Linked DNA regions of Mus musculus: region 2 is linked to region 1. A link is a contact called in public promoter capture Hi-C data. All regions are on one chromosome and are shown on one strand. Each heading gives the region's core, a stretch centred on a gene start, on an enhancer-like site or on the middle of the called end of the contact. The rest is flanking DNA. Distances are from core to core; before and after follow the strand shown. Region 1 holds the start of Vipas39 (VPS33B interacting protein, apical-basolateral polarity regulator, spe-39 homolog). Region 2 holds the start of Snw1 (SNW domain containing 1).

The links. Capture Hi-C pulls out chosen DNA fragments and counts their contacts.
Region 2: a promoter capture Hi-C map of liver shows a contact between it and region 1. The contact joins the promoter of Snw1 here to the promoter of Vipas39 in region 1. A contact is called at or near these places in 6 of 39 promoter capture datasets (the C10 cell line, the HPC-7 cell line, erythroid cells and 3 more), 10 of 484 Hi-C or Micro-C datasets (CD4 T cells, double positive thymocytes, embryonic stem cells and 5 more), 8 of 115 datasets of contacts at active chromatin or transcription factors (the SCID.adh cell line, bone marrow-derived macrophages, effector CD8 T cells and 5 more) and 3 of 9 other capture datasets (adipose tissue, liver and pancreatic islet).

The regions. Positions count from the first base shown.
Region 1 is chr12:87,264,936-87,267,635 of GRCm38.p6, reverse strand. Vipas39 (VPS33B interacting protein, apical-basolateral polarity regulator, spe-39 homolog) reads left to right here and starts at 1,350. Exons shown (of 20, transcript NM_001142580.1): 1 at 1,350-1,484. Ahsa1 (AHA1, activator of heat shock protein ATPase 1) reads right to left here and starts at 908. Exons shown (of 9, transcript NM_146036.2): 1 at 715-908. The coding sequence starts at 794.
Region 2 is chr12:87,471,040-87,473,739 of GRCm38.p6, reverse strand. Snw1 (SNW domain containing 1) reads left to right here and starts at 1,441. Exons shown (of 14, transcript NM_025507.2): 1 at 1,441-1,492. The coding sequence starts at 1,479.

The sequences.
Region 1 (2,700 bases), core at 101-2,600:
GTAAAAATCAATTCTTTGCCCTTCTAGTACAGCTATTTAAAAATCAAAAAGCTATAACTGAGGAAAAAAAATATAATGTCTGTAAAGTTCAGTGGCACTCCAAATAACTTTGTTTCCAGAAGATTTCTGAGAGATGAGGCAGCTTCCAAGACCGGTTAGGCTGTAAAATCATGACTGCCGGGCAACCTGGAGTTGTTACAACAGAACTTAACAGTTCCGGGTAGGAGACTGCATTGCGTTCAGCATCCCGAAGCTCCAAGTGCCCTGCAGATCACGTTCCAAAGCTTCTCACGCTGGACTGAGGCAGTAGTCCCCTATGACTTTTGCTTTCACTGTAACCCGCAAACCAACAACTACCGCGCCTGGAGCTCTCGAATTCCCCAGCAGACTCCCAACACAATCGGCAGGGGTCTGGATCTCAAGGACGCCTGCGGCCACGTGTAGGAAGTATCACCCGGCTCAGGCTGGATGCAGCAACTAGGGCACTCTGTTCTCGCTCTGAAATTCCTCCTTGGGGACTCAGCAGTCCATGTCGAACCCATCGCCCCTAAGACTGTGATGGTGGCGAGGGATGGAGGGGACCCCTGCTACAGAAAGGACTCACGCCCAACCCCAGGCCAGGGTTACTTGGGTCCCGTACTCGCCAAGGTCCCAGACACCTCCAACCCCTAGCCTGTTAACAGTGCTCCTGCGGCCTGTCTTGCTGGCCCATACCAGTGCCAGTTGTTGACGTTGGTGGCGTCCGCCCGCTCCTCCACGATCCAGCGTGGGTCTCCCTCACCCCACTTGGCCATCAGCTCACTTATCGCACCGCTACCAGCTCCCAAGCAGCCGCAGCCACAGCCTGAGGACCGCTCGGTCCCAGCCGCCTGGCAGCGCCTGGAAACTACTAGAAGCAGCACAGCACCTCCTGGCTTGCTTTTCCCTCCACCCCAACCCCCTCCCAGCCTTAACTTCCGGCTCCTCCTCGCTCTTACCGGGTACTTCCGTTCCAGCTCGCCGAGCCGTAGGTTCCGTAACTTCTGGCGTTCCTTCCAGCTCTCTCAGTTTATCTTAAAAGCTCTTAAGTCTAGGCCCTCAAGATCCTAATCCCCACCGGCTAGGACACAAAATATTCCTCTCATTGTCTCCTTGGGCCCTAAACCGACCTTGCTGAGCCTGATGGGAGTTGTAGTCTTTAAACCAACCCTTCCGATAACTGCGGAAGGTCATGCTGAAAGTAAAGGAAATGACCTAGCACTATGCGCTAGTATTTCTGGGAATGCTAGTCCAGAAGCCTCGCGGCCCGCAGGGAGGACGAAAGAATGATAGAGGTTATGGAACTACAACTTCCAGGATGCTTTGCGGGTATTCCTTTCACCTTCTTCAGACTCTTCTCCGCTGTCCCCTTCTGCTCTTCTCTATGCCTCACAGCCTGTTTAGAAAGGCTGGTCCAGCGGCTGAGCCTGGCGCTGTCCTGAGAAGGAGCGCTCGGTGTGGAAGAGGTGAGGGTGTCCCAAGCCCCTGTCTAGGCCTCGTGTCTAGGTGAACCCACCCTCTCCGCACCCTTTTCTTTCCCTGTCTTTTCTGAGGCATCCTTACACTCTCACTCCGACCTTCTTCTGTCGGGACCACTCTTGGGAGCTCCGAGATGGGGCTTTCCAGCAAGCCTCAAAGCAGCTTACTCAACATTTGGTTCTGAATATGTCTTCTCAGGCACCCTCTAGGCTCTGGTGTTTGTGGTAGATGCGTGGTTTCCTGGACCTTGCTCCTGTAATCCAATCTCTCAGGTCTTTGTTCTCAAACATCGCCTTAAAAACCTAGCTTAACTTCCAGTAGCTGGTTTCTACAGTACCCTGAGGCAAGGAACCTCTTGGTTGTAGGGTTTTGGTTTTTGGTTTTGTTTTGTTTTGTGTTTTAAACGGGTCCTGTTTTCCCTATGTCGTGTTCCCGTCCTCTCGCATCTGTCCCCCTATCCATGTCAGACTGTCAGTGTACAGGTGACGATAAGATCAAATCTCGGAAGCATTTTAAATCACGTTGAAGCCCGCTTTCCTTTGAGCATTCTTAGAGTTATAAATTGTTACCATTTTACTTACCACGTAAATCACGGTCTCTTTTGTCACTCGAAATACAATGTATCCACTACTGTAAAAAGAGTCTTAAGAATTCTTGGTGAAGTACTAAGTTTGTTAGACATATTCTCTACCTATTTCTAGTTACCATTGTAAAGATCTGTCTAGTTTTCCCAAAAGTGAAAAAAGAAAAGAAAGAGTCTAGGATCCAAAAACCCTGGATTGTAGTTTGGAGTAGAAGTGATTTAGTAAAGTTGTGATGTTTACTGCTTCTGAGCTTTGTTCCCCTGGTCGGTGGGAATCTCCCAGGCTTACCTTTCAGGATCGTTGTGAATGACAAATGAATGACAGTTATTTATGAATTTGCACACATGTTAGAGACATGTTTATGTTCTGTACACATCTTCATGATTTGTGGCCTGGTTTAGAATTTCTTTTAATATTTAAGATTGCTTTTTACAAAAATTTTGGAGGCTGGGAATATAGTTCAGTGGTAGAGTGCTTGTCTAAAACGTGGGAGGCCCGAAGCTCAGTTCCCAGAACTGCAGAAAACAAAATTCTCTTGTTTTATCTAAGGTAGCATTAAGATTAGGTAAACACTTTGCATATATTATCTAGTGGCAGACTAACTGCTATATCAAATACT
Region 2 (2,700 bases), core at 192-2,691, 210 kb before region 1:
TGCTGTTCTCTATATAACCATGGGATGATTAGGGATCATCAGGGTACAAGCACCCCAAACGATATGTCTCTGTGGAAAATGAGAATTGACTGTCAGAATACATATCCATCCCTTTCTTTCAATCCTACATCCTAGGTTTTGGGCTATGCCTTTCTGATTTCCCACATTCATTATTTTAACATTGCCCTCAGTAGCCTCTTTAGTCTCTCATTACCATAGAAAACCAGTGTGTGGCAAGAAGAGTCCTTTTGTTTGTTTGGCGTGGTGATTTACTTATGCTTAGTGCAAGGTGTGGTACTCTCAGGAGGTATGGCATTGTTGGAGGAGGTTTGCCACTGTGGATGTAGGACTTTGAAGAGATCTATATCTACTCAAGCTCTGCCCAGAGTGAGACAAGCAGTCTCTCCTTACTGCCTTCAAATTGGCTTGCTGAACTCTCAGCTCCTTCTCCAGCACTATGTCTGCCTGGATGCTGCTATAATGATAATGAACTGAACCCCTGAAAATTTAAGCCAGCTACAAGTGATATTTTCCTTTATAAAAGTTGCCTCAGTCATGGCATCTTTTCACAGTAATGGGTACACTAAGACAGTTTGGTTTTAGTCTTTTGAGACAGGGTTTCTTTGTGTAGTCTTGGCCATCCTAGAACTAGCTCTGTAGACCAGACTGGCTTTGAACTCACAGTGATCTACCTCTGGGATTAAAGGCATGTGCCTCAACTGCTGGACTAAGAACTGTCTTTCTTGAGCTGCATTCAGTGGCAAAGACCTTTGATCCTAACACTTAGGAGGCAGTGTCAAGCTGATGTCAGATCATGACCAGCTTGGTCTATAGGAAAAGTTCCAAGGCAGCCAGGACTACACAGAAAAACCCTATCTCAGAAAGAAATAATTGTCTTTCTTACCTGTCTCAGTCCTACTTCAGCTCCAAATTATCAGCTGAACTAAATCTACGCTCATTGATCTTAATTTCTAGCATCTTCTTTATTTGCCACACCCCACACTGTTTTTTAAATAATTCATTCGTGAAGCAAAATTTAAAGTAGATGACTGTTAACACAACGATTAACTATATGCACGGAGGGTGGCTTATAGTGGGGGATCAGCCAGACTTTGCATCCTATTCAAAACTCTTAAGCAGTACTATGTGTAGCGGCCTTAAAGCAGAGTTGGATAATAGTATTAGCGTCCCAAAATAAGGCTTTATATCATATTTTGTATTATCACTACTGACATGTTAAACAGAGACCCTGTAGCCTGTAAAATCTACAGAAGTAAGGAATTTCGTATGCTAAGGTAGTTGTTGCTAACGCACTTTCAACAGACTGGCTGTCACAAGTCTCTCTCAAAGAACTACAAGGCCCAGAGGGCCGTTCGGTCAGAGCGCCTGCGCAGTGAGCATTTTTCCATTGTGTTCCTCGTTCCCGGGCAAGACTCGCCCGGCGACGTTGTGGCCTGCGCAGGAAGAAGCGGAAGAAGATGGCGCTCACCAGGTGGGTTGTTGATTTGGGTCCTCGATACGGAAGGGTCTGGAGTACACATCTTTTCCTTTCTGCCCGTACTGTTCGGGCTGTGACCTGGCCTGAGGCGCAGAAGTAACTTAGTCAAAACCGTGGCTGGAACCTCTCTCGGGCTTCCTCCGCGACTAGGCCGCGCCGAAGCCGGGGTCTTTCCTTCGGGGCTTCCCGGGTTGAGTTCGCCCCCCCCTGTTCCGAGAGCCCTGACATGGCCTCGCCGCGAGGACCTCACATGTGCTTCGCGTAAGCGGCGCGGTAGATTGACGAGCGCCTTGTGGACTGCGGGCTGAGATGGTTGCACTGCGAAGCCGCGGCTTATTTAACCCCGCTAAGCAAAGCTCGCCCGTCTCGTGGGAGGCTTTCCAGCCGCTTGTATGTTTTGTGCTTCTCATTTTCTCCTGCTACTCTCTCTCTCCCGAAACAAAGATTTTTGCAAAAAAAAAAAAAAAAACAAAACAAAAAAACAAAGAGTTGGGAACGTCCGAGAACCGACCAAGTTTTTTTTTAATTGACAGCAGTAGGGGCTGCTGTTGACTAAATGCGCGCCGCTCCACCTTTTAACTTTGGATCTTAGAATTTCTTTTGTACATAGAACCACCTCCGGCTTTTGCTGTTCCTGGTTGCCCTGGTTACTGTATGTAAAGTGTTTCCAACCTTTAAGGAAAAGAAAATGCTAAGTGGGAGACTTCCAAAAAGTTATGTAACTCCCAACTGCTGTAAGTGGAAAAACTTTCCATGCAAACTCAGCTGGAAAAGTCTGATTTTAAAGAAGGTATTCACTTTAGGGCCTTGGATTGTACCTGTTAAACCCACTTCTCATATTTTTTCCTGGCTCATAACAATATGAATCCTAAGAATATTTTGGTTATATGAATTAAGGTTTGTTGTCCTGCTTTGCCCTAGAGGTAGTATATGTAGAATGAAAAAAAAATTTTTTTTAAACCGGGAAGATGGACAAGTGGGTACACGGATGAAAATAGTGCAGGCGGGAGGATCTCAGAGTTCCAAGGCCAATCAGGTCTGTATAGGTAGTTTAAGGCCAGGATTTAAAAACAAAAACAGAATAACACTGACCTGGTTAGCTTTAACTGTCTGCTTAACACCTGGTCAAAAGATATCAGGTGAAAAAATTGCCTAGAACAGATTGGCTTATGGACATGTCTGGAAAGGATTGTTTTTCTTGC